Linked DNA regions of Rattus norvegicus: regions 1 and 2 are each linked to region 3. Evidence: chromatin contacts called from public Hi-C data. All regions are on one chromosome and are shown on one strand. Each heading gives the region's core, a stretch centred on a gene start, on an enhancer-like site or on the middle of the called end of the contact. The rest is flanking DNA. Distances are from core to core; before and after follow the strand shown.

Region 1 (3,395 bases), core at 827-3,326, 290 kb before region 3:
CAATACAAATATTTCCATTCACATATAAAATAAAAACAAATAAGATTTTTTAAAGGAATTGAAAATACACACATCCCAAAAGAACCATCACCACCAATGGTAAGTAATACAGGGGTTTGGAACCAGGTTCTGGAAAGGTAACTAATGAAGAAGGTCAGAAAAGAACACATGGTTCTATACAATTCAGTAGTAAGTACTCTATGCTAAGCCCAAGGTTCAAGGCCCAGTAGAACCACACACCCACACACCCACACACAAATAAATGTTCTAAGACATTTAACTATGTAAGACCCTACTTTACAAAAAAAAAAAAAAAAAAAAAAAAAAAAAAAGACGAAGCCAAGGCAGATGTGGTAATCTACAATCCCATAATCCTCTATCACAGTGTGTATAATCCAAGCACATAGACAGTAAAGGCGAAATGGTCAGAGGCAAAGGCAGCCCCGCTATGTGTCCCCACCTCCCAGAAAGACACATCAACCCTTGGTAACAGGCAGAATTAACTATCACACATATCTACTCACAAAATCTACGTGGCTTTTTAAATATCTGCTTTAGAAAACCACGAAAATGACCTGCGCATGATGGTGTCTCAAAGAATTATGCAGGAAAAACAAAAGATAAACGTGGCCACACTGAACTTAGCTCAAGACTCAAATTATGCCTCAACTATTGGCGATTCTACTTCACCGTGTATGGAAGCAGGTTTCTGTAACCTATAAAAAAGAACAGACACACCATACTGGTCTGAGGTCCCCCTGTGTTGTGTCTGGTCCCAAAGGCCAGAGCCATGCCTGTCCCTTTGGGCTGGAGGTCTGCACAGAATAGGTATAGAGTTCTCCTCTGTACCTCCCACTTCTGAGTTCTGTCAAGGTGAGGACAGGCTAAACAAAATCTGCCTCACTCAACGGTAACCACACCTCCCAGCTCAATAGGAACGTCAGATGTCCTACAGAGTAAGGGACAAAAGGGTCAATGACAAGAAAATCAGGCTCATCCTTCACAAAACAAACGAGCAAAAGGGGTGTCATCTCTACAAAGTACTGGTGTCTCACCTGGGCCCCCACAATAAAAGTCCGAGTCTGAGAGTCCAGGGTCTTCACCAGTACCTCCAGGCTGTCAGGCTCCTCCATAGCGGTACTGGTACTATCACTCGGCTCCATGGCCGACAGCTCTCTAAGGAAGAACGAGGAAGGGGGGGGGGGATGGTTCGCTGTCGGTCGCGCTGTATTTTATACACCCGGAAGCCTCTCTGGACCCAATCTCCGCCCCAATCCCTTGAAAGTTTCACATACACAAGCACATATATTCATCCTCCTCCTCCTCATCCCCCCTTTTTGATTCGGGGGCACAGGAATAGAAACACAAAGGGTATGAGATCGACGGCATAGGGAGATGAAGGACGAGAGGTGGGAGGGGCTCTACAATGCCAATCACAATAGGGAGAGCCAGTTGGGCTAGGAATCGGGGAAGCAAGCACGAGACCGATCAGAGACCAGTGTCATCACCGGTCGCGACCGAGCAAGCGCCCGAGAGATCGGGAAATCCTAGGACAACGCGAGGGGGGGGGGGAGGGTCGCGCTAGACTCGGCAGAGAAAGTAGCTTCGCGCACGCGCGCCACCACAATCGAACCCGCCTAAATCACCACAGACCCAAGACCACCGACACTCACGGGAGGCTGGATGGGCTCGCTGACCGCCCCCTCCTTCCGCCTCCGTCTTTCGTCGGTATTCCAGCAACACGACTTAACCAACACGCGGCCAAACACATACAAACACATACACAGCCCACCACCCTGTGGCTCCGCCCCCGACTTCCCCACGGTACCGTCACTTCCGGTCTCCCCCAACCTGGCACCAAGGGCCACTTCCGTTTCCCCGATAGTATTTGGGGATCTCGAGGCGGTACTTCCGGCTCCCCCAGTCTCCCCCGATTTACTTTCGTGGGGCACGATGAGAAAGTCCACAGCCCCGAGCAGTGAGTTTCTGGGGGGCGAGACGGGCCGGGGCCGGCCTAGATGGGAGGGAGCCGACCACCCGGAGGAGCCGCCGCCGCCGCCGTCGCCCGGGGGACCGCACTGCGCCTGCGTGAACCGCGTACGCGTGCGCACACTTTAAGTATTTCCCCGCCCCCCCCCTCCGGCTGTGTGCGTTTCTTCCCTGCTCGCGCCGTTGTGCTACCCGACCGGGGTGTCTACTGTAAACGCCTGAAGAAAAATTACTGGGTGGAATGCTGCACCTTCCTGGGGAAAAGAGTCTGGGATTTCTGCGTATTGCACCTCGTTAATCAACGTTCCTATCTTGACGGACATAGAAATTTACAGGCACAATTCTAACTACCCAAACCTCTGCAAGACCTCTGGTCCTCCCGTCATTCCTGCTCTTCCGGAAGCCACTCTTTTCCGTGGACGGCTTGGGCGTTCCGCGGGCTGTATTTGCTTGTGCTCAAGTTTAGTTCCTGGCGGGATTAGGGTAGTTGGACGTTTTGCAGACTTTGGCCGTCCTATTGGTCTTTGATTGAGAGCACTATGGGAGTGCCATATTTAAGGATAACTAAGCATACTGCTTTTTAGGAGCTTTTTTAAAGAAACGAAAGAAAAAAAAACGGGTGCCTTAGGGATCGGATTGAAAGACAAGGACAAGACTTTTGAGAAAGGAGATTGGAAGGCCAGCCACCGAGGGAGTTAGTTGAACAGGGTGGGACGGTTGTTTCTCTACATTCTTCCCCACTTATTCTTAGATGCCAATACTGATGAGAGTTCCAGTAAGCATTGTATATTGAGACTTTTATATGCTGTTTCAGTGTTAACTCTGAATTGCCCGGAACCCATAAAGACAATGTACCCCACACCACCACCCAGGGCAGGGTCGTGTGTCACTCTACTAGACTGTATTTACGTTTTGAGGTTTTTTTTTCCTCCGAGACAGGATTTCACTATGTAGATCTGGATGTCCTGTAACTCACAGAGATCCACCTGCTGGGATAAAAGAACTTAAATATTTTTTAAAATGCTTTTCTGGGGGGTGGCTGTATGGCCTTCGTCTGTCACAGCACAGCGCAGGTGTGGAGATCTGAGGGAAAATGTGCTCTTTCACTGCGGGGACCTGGGGATCAAAGTCAGGTCCTCTAGCTTGGCTTGCCATCCGCCAAGCACCATCACTGCTGGAACACTTCCCTAGACACACATTTAGTATTTTATTATAAAGATTTCAGGGGCTGGAGAGATGGCTCAGCGGTTAAGAGCACTGAGTGCTCTCCCAGAGGTCCTGAGTTCAAATCCCAGCAACCATATGGTGGCTCACAACCATCTGTAATAGGATCTGATGCCCTCTTCTGGTGTGTCTGAAGATAGCTACAGTGTACTCATACACATAAAATAAATTAATAAATCTTT
Region 2 (3,310 bases), core at 572-3,071, 400 kb before region 3:
CCTAACTAAGTTCAGATCTTATGAACCAAGACACGAACCACATCTGTCTTGCATCCCTGAAATGCTAAATAATGTCTCTATACCCAACAATAAAATGTACCCTCTGATGGATGCTCAAAGCCACAGTCAACAATGGCCCGGAGCAACTCTGGCTTAAGTAGGAAATCTCGAAAGCCGGAGCTGTGGATGGAGACATAGGAGCCCTTGACGTCTTTCTTGGCGGGAGCTTCGGTCCCATCTGCCCCAGCGGCCGTCTCCACCTCATCGTCTTCATAGTCCAAGAGCTCATTGTCCACATCGTTCTCTGCCATAATCCGGCCGGCGGGGGGAGAAGGGAGGTCTCTGAGTTAGGTGTCCCAGAGCAGGTGAGAGGAAGCAAGGGGAAAGAGAGGGGTTGGAGAACAGCAAGGGAAAAGACACCAGTTTCCGACAGAAGAGCTGGGAGAAGGGACGACAAAAAAAAAAAAAAAAAAGAAAAAGGAAAAACTAATCAGTCATGATCTGACTCCTCACTTCTCATCCATCCCTACACCCTTCCTATTTTCTCTAAACTGAAGCCTTTGTCCCGAAAGAAAAGTTAACGGAGACAGACAGACACACACACACAGAGACACACACACGAGACATAAAAACGGAACACCAGACGGGAGAGACAGAGAGTGGCCTCGACCGCCAACCAGATTTTGGATCACACTTCGACAAGGCGGGAGCGAGGATGAGCGTGACTAACGACTCACACGAGGGTGGAGAGACAAAGGACAAGAGAAGACGAGGGGCTGCACTTCCCCCTGTCACCTCGCGGTGTTGAGCCCCAACGTCAGCCATCAGTCAAGGGTGATAGATAAGGGTCAGCACCGCGCGCAGAGCGCTCACTTCCCAATTGCAAACATCATGTGGCTGCCGCTATTCACTTGCTCAGGAACACCCGAGGGCCCATCCCGGCGGCGCACACCCGTGATTCCCAGTGCCGGGAAGCAGAAGCAGGAAGGAAGGGGGTGGGGAGAGCCTATGGTAATTAAACGGTGGCTGCAAGGGTACGAATGGCTCCATTAAAAAAAGAAAATTCTTTTTTGAAAAGGCTGGGTGTCTGGTTCAATGAAGGTGCTCGCTTAGCAACGCGAGAGGCCGCAAGGATCGGCCCAGCGCCGCCACAATTAATTTTAATAGTCACATTAAGGAATTAAGGTCGCAGCTGAGGACGATGCAGCCTTTAGAGTGGTCTTAAAAGCGAACGCCTCGCAGTGCCCTCGGAAGTTTCCCGGAAAGCTTCCTGGAAACCTTCCCGACTACTGCGCCGACACCATTGGTCAAGCACGGAGATAGCCATTTACAGAGAGCTCCAAATAAGGGAGCGTAAGCAGGGGGTCAGAGGGTTGAATGGGCCCGGAGGCAAGATCCTTCCCATCCCTGGCGGACTAAGAAAAGGCCCGGAGGGGAGATGCGAGGGGCCCCGCCCTCCTCCTGGCGCCGCCTCCGGCCGCCGCGGCCTCGGGTGGGCAAAGGACCCACTGGAACATCCAGGAAACGAGGAACACAATGGCGGCCGAGGCCACCATTTTGGATCGTCCCCCGCCTGTCTCCCAGCTCCCCCACCAAGATTTGCTCTCAGAAAGGGATGAAAACAATGGAACTGAGCGTTCGCCTACGCGCCGGCGGCCACACCGCCGGCCGGGCACCGGGTATCAGGGGCCCGCGCGGCGGAATGAGCCGCGGGGCGGGCAGATGGCGGCGGATAGTACACAAGGCCGAGCTTACCTAAGCACTGCGAGCGTGTATGGCGGCAGCAACAGGGACGGAGGCGGGAAGCTGCCTTCACTTCCGGTTCCAGTCTCGCCCCGGCCTCCCGCCTTCCCGGCCGCCAGGGCGCATGCGCGGGGTGCCGGAAGGAGGCCTCGGGCGGCGCGCGCTCCACGGCTGGCTTTGCAGAATGCCCACTTGAAGTTAAGCTTCTGACGCCCCCTTCCGTCGCCGGCAGCAAGAGCGCGACAGGAAGCTCACATCTCTCCCCATCTGATTTCCCCATTTTGTTCTTCTACGCTTCTGCACACCCTCCGACGGTCGGCTTTACTTTTGTTCTGTTTTGTTTGCCACGCCAGGCTTCTCCCTGGGCGCCTCTCTGTGGGCATGCAGGACTCCGCGAGCAGAGTGAGAAGCGTTCTCACGGGGTCCTTAGCCTCGTAGTCAAGGTGACCTGAGAGCGGCTAAGTCTGGCCTCTACTGGGGGGGGGGGGGTCCGGTACGTGACCACGCCCATTACAGTTGTGCAGAGAATAGGCCGGATTTACCCAAAATTATATTGGGAGATGGAGGCTTACATTCTGTCCAGGTGCTAAATAAATGGTGGAGTTTGAGGGTTATGCACCTTTCCATAATTATTACTAACTAGAGCAGCAGAATGGTCTCAGTTCCATTATTCAGCCCGGAATTTGTCCCCCCTAAGTAGGTGGTATTCCCTTTGAGGTGCTACACACGTCAGAAGTGATGACCTGTTGCCTTTCTGCAGAAACATAAGCAGGTGCTTTCCCTATTGAGCATACTTGAAAGTAATACTAAGTAACACTAAGTAAGTATCATTGTTGCCAACCAGCCCGCTGTGTCCTGCTCAACGGATAAGCTCCCTGGGCTGGGGCTTGGTAGCTTTTGATTCCTCAGCCATTTGACAGCTGTAAGCAGCAGGCTGGCAGGTTTTGTATAAATCAGAAAGTGGGGATTCCTCCGTCCCTGGTAACTTAGTAAGAGCTGTAGCTCCAGACAGAGAGGCACCTTTGGCTTTGAAGAGTTTCCAGGAACTCTTCTAGTGACCTAGTTGGAAAGCTCTCAGCCGCTTTCTTCCAGTTACTGGACCTAATGTGGCAGCACCAAGGACGGAGGCATAGTAAGGTTTGTCCCAAGTGAGCCAGGCTTTACAGCCAGCAAAGGGCGTTTGCACCAATCTGGGCAAACAGGGAACTCATGCAAATGAAGACTTACGTTTGCACCAATCATAATATATCCCTTTGGCACCAGTCATAACACATCCTCCTGCTAGGGGACTATGGGAAGGACTGTGGGAAATTCCACCATGCCACTGGGGAGGACAGGGGGGACACAAACAGTCCTGGCTGAGCTGCACCATCAGGAGTTGGAGCAATTAGCTGCCATCACTGTGTGGTTTTTCTCAAAGCCTTTATAGAGGATTCAAAATGGCCGGTCTGTCTGGCTGTTTGAATGACAGTCCTGGTTAAGGTAGCCAAGGGAGGAAGGGATTGTCTAACAACTAACTGTGGTTTTAACAATGCTTAAAACCTGGACCACTGGCCCAGAGCAAGGT
Region 3 (3,119 bases), core at 434-2,933:
GAAATCAGGGTGGTGAAAATGCAGAGGAGGCCTTGGAAGGCATGTTTTAAGAGAAAATGATTCTGTCGCTTTTGAGACAGATACTTCTTGAGCTGATACTTCAGGGCTCTGTTCTATACACAATGTGAAACCTCCTTAGTGCTTTCAACCGATCAGGCGAGCCCCCAAAACAGCAAAGCAAAACCCTGTTTGGAGGCGTTGGTATGAGAAATCACTGGGAGGTTTCACTAGTGAGGCTGAGGACACCTATAGTTCCATTTCCTGAGAGAAGCTGACGGAGGAAGATCACAAGAGCTCAGGAGTGGGAAAAAACACCCAACCTGGTAACATACTGAGATCCCGCTGGGGTGTGGGGGTGGGGGACACAGTGGAAGAGAGAGGAAGGAAGAAACCATTGACAGACTTGACAGATGTTTTGCTGTGTAAATAGTACAGAAGCCAGTGTGGAGGCAGAACTAGTCCAGGCTACCCAAGGCCACATATTTTCAATCCAGCCTGGGCTAAGTGTGAGACCCTGCCTGAGGCAGGGGTTGGGTGGGGTGGGGTATCAGAGGTGAAATTTTAAGGCCTATTAAGTGTGGTTGGTCCTATCTAAAAGCACAGGAAGATGGCATAACGGCATCCGATGGTGGTTCACAAGGCTCTGGATGGAACCGGTAATCCAAATGTAACACTCTCCAGCGCTTGGGTGGTTCTAAAGCCACAGGAAGGATAATTCCACAGGGGATGACCAGAAAAGAGGGAGGGTTCAAACCAAGACTGCACTCCACTGAGAGGTCCGCTTTGGGTAAGAGGCAGAACCCCCATGCCTCACACTCACCCCAGGTGTCCTCAGGGTCTGGAGAAGCTGGGCCACCATGCTCTACTCCCTTACCTTTTTCTTGAGTTTGTTGAATTTCTTCTGTAGTGCCTCTTCCTCTTCACTCAGCCCCGGAGGTATCACCAACATGTTGGCTCCTGGTTCAAGGGCAGAACCCAAGACATCATTCTCTACTGTCACCATTCAAAATTCACACGTCGTCCAACTTGCGTCCATCATGAATGCACCCCAACCTCCAGGCCCGCCTCCTCCAGCCTCTGGCCTTTTCCTAACCCCTTGTTTCTCCGAGGCTGCTTGTCCAGCCTCCTGTTCATTGTAATCAACCGGCATTCCCGCCTATGTCCAAGGTCCAGACACTAGAGCCTCGGGGTACCTCAGCCCGGAGAAGGAAAAGCACTCCCTGCGACGCCAAGGCGATGGCTCCCGACCCCCATGCCCAATGGGGTTAGGTCAGCCAACCTCGGGGTCCGGTGGGCAGAGAAGGCGGCCGGGCCCGCGCAGCGCTATCTGGGCAACCAGAGGAGGAGGAAGAAGAACCAGGGGCCGCGCGGGGAAGGCGCGAAGGATGTGAGACGAAGCCCTCACCTGAGGGGGCGGCGCCCGGGCCCGCGGTCTCCGGCGCCGCCGCGCGGGCTGCTGCGCGCGGGCTCGCGGCGATGACGTAAGGGGGCGGGACACGCGGTAACCAAGGCGGCGAGGCGCAGCGACTTCCGCCCGGCCTTGCCCGGCTCCGAGTCCGGCTTCGGCGCCGCGCTCGCCCACGCTCCCGGCGGGGAGTGGTGGAGGAGGGGGCGTGTCGGAAGTCATTTCAACTTCCGCCCTTCTCGGGGCGGGGCCGACTCCGCGGTTACTCTTGAGTTTCCGGGCTCCCCAGCAGCTGCCGCGGCTCCAGGATGATGGAGACCGAGCGACTCGGTGAGGGGGAGGGGAGGAGAGCAGAACGGAATAGTTGACAGGAGTGACTTTTGGCTTTTAACCTGTGACCTTTCCTTCGTAGTGCTGCCTCCCCCAGACCCCCTGAACCTGCCCCTTCGAGCTCTGGAAGTGGGGTGCACTGGCCGTTGGGAGCTGCTAAACGTGCCAGGGCCTCCAGAGAGTACTGTGAGTGACTTTTGACTCTCACCTTTGACCTGCGGGCCTAGAAGAAACTCCACCCTGCTCACAGGAGGATGTAGCTTGACACTTGGACACTGTCATCTCCTCTCTGCCCCCTCCCACGCCTCTGGCTCATGCCGGACAGATCACACCCTACTGGAGCTCCTGTAGGGCGTGCTCCAGGGAGTGCTGGAGACACCAGCTCTCAGGGCTGCCCCCTTCACGTGTATCTTTCCTCCTTGGAGGTCGCTTCTGTCTACACACCTCGGCTTTTAAGCTCCTGAATCTGAAGGATGTGGCTAACACCTTTAATCCCAGCACATGGGAGCAGAGGCAGGCACATCTCTTGAACTGGAGGCCAGTTTGATCTACATACCAAGTTCCAGGCCAGCCAGGGCTACGTAGTGGGACCTCATCTCCAAAAACAGAAAGAGAAGAAGCAGAGAATTTAAGACCGGCTGGGTGACTTAGCCCAGAGATTCTCAACCCATTTGGGGGTGGGATGACCCTTTCCCAGGGGTCACATCAGATAATCCGGTACATCAGGTACATTACGGTTCACAAAAGTAGCAAAATTACAGTTAATAAGTAGCAACGAAATTATTTTATGGTTTGGAGTCACCACAACAGGAAGAACTGGTGCATTAAAAGGTAGCAGCATTACGAAGGGTGAGACCCACTGGCTTAGCAGATTAAAACGCTTACCCATGCAATCTTGACGAAACGGGACCAACTCCCCAACTTCGCAATGTTGTCTTCTGACTGCCCCGTGTGCGTGTGTGTACCCATATCCACACATTACACACATATCTACGCATAGCAACACATACACATAATAAGGTTTCTAAAGCACGAGTCCTCAGCTGAGCATATAGCCCTCACTCAGCATACACAAAGCCCTGGGTTTGATCCCCAGCCTGCACGACAGTCGAGTATGGTAGCACATGCTTATCACCCCCTCTCTTGAGAGGGTTTCATGAGTTCCCGGGTTTCATGAGATCCTGCCTCACTCAAAATGAGAATGCATATCGCTGTGTCTGGCCTGTGTGTGTCTGAAATTCACAATTTACATTAGTTGGTAAGCCAGGTGCTTCAGCTAGGGACATCTACCGTTGGATCTAAATACAAATTCCATCACCTCTTTTGTCTACCCTTTATCCTTTCCTAACCTAACACTTCTCAACTCTCCCTTGTCCCAGCTTCC

The links. A called contact is a pair of places that touch in the nucleus more often than the background predicts.
Region 1: a contact with region 3 is called in a Hi-C map of liver, with 2.9 times the contacts expected there. The contact joins the promoter of Bag6 here to the promoter of Skic2 in region 3. A contact is called at or near these places in 2 of 12 Hi-C or Micro-C datasets (frontal cortex and liver) and 1 of 1 datasets of contacts at active chromatin or transcription factors (oligodendrocytes).
Region 2: a contact with region 3 is called in a Hi-C map of frontal cortex, with 4 times the contacts expected there. The contact joins the promoter of Ddx39b here to the promoter of Skic2 in region 3. A contact is called at or near these places in 2 of 12 Hi-C or Micro-C datasets (frontal cortex and hepatocytes) and 1 of 1 datasets of contacts at active chromatin or transcription factors (oligodendrocytes).

What each region holds. Positions count from the first base shown.
Region 1 is chr20:3,691,253-3,694,647 of GRCr8, forward strand. It overlaps Bag6 (BAG cochaperone 6), which reads right to left and starts at 2,077. Exons shown (of 26, transcript NM_001414741.1): 1 at 1,829-2,077; 2 at 1,056-1,176. The coding sequence starts at 1,163.
Region 2 is chr20:3,587,830-3,591,139 of GRCr8, forward strand. Ddx39b (DExD-box helicase 39B) reads right to left here and starts at 1,822. Exons shown (of 11, transcript NM_133300.3): 1 at 1,756-1,822; 2 at 101-438. The coding sequence starts at 311. LOC120099056 (small nucleolar RNA SNORD83) reads right to left here and starts at 898; the gene lies at 820-898.
Region 3 is chr20:3,985,543-3,988,661 of GRCr8, forward strand. Skic2 (SKI2 subunit of superkiller complex) reads left to right here and starts at 1,684. Exons shown (of 28, transcript NM_213559.2): 1 at 1,684-1,735; 2 at 1,818-1,921; 3 at 3,115-3,119. The coding sequence starts at 1,714. It overlaps Nelfe (negative elongation factor complex member E), which reads right to left and starts at 1,474. Exons shown (of 11, transcript NM_001165901.1): 1 at 1,406-1,474; 2 at 875-957. The coding sequence starts at 949.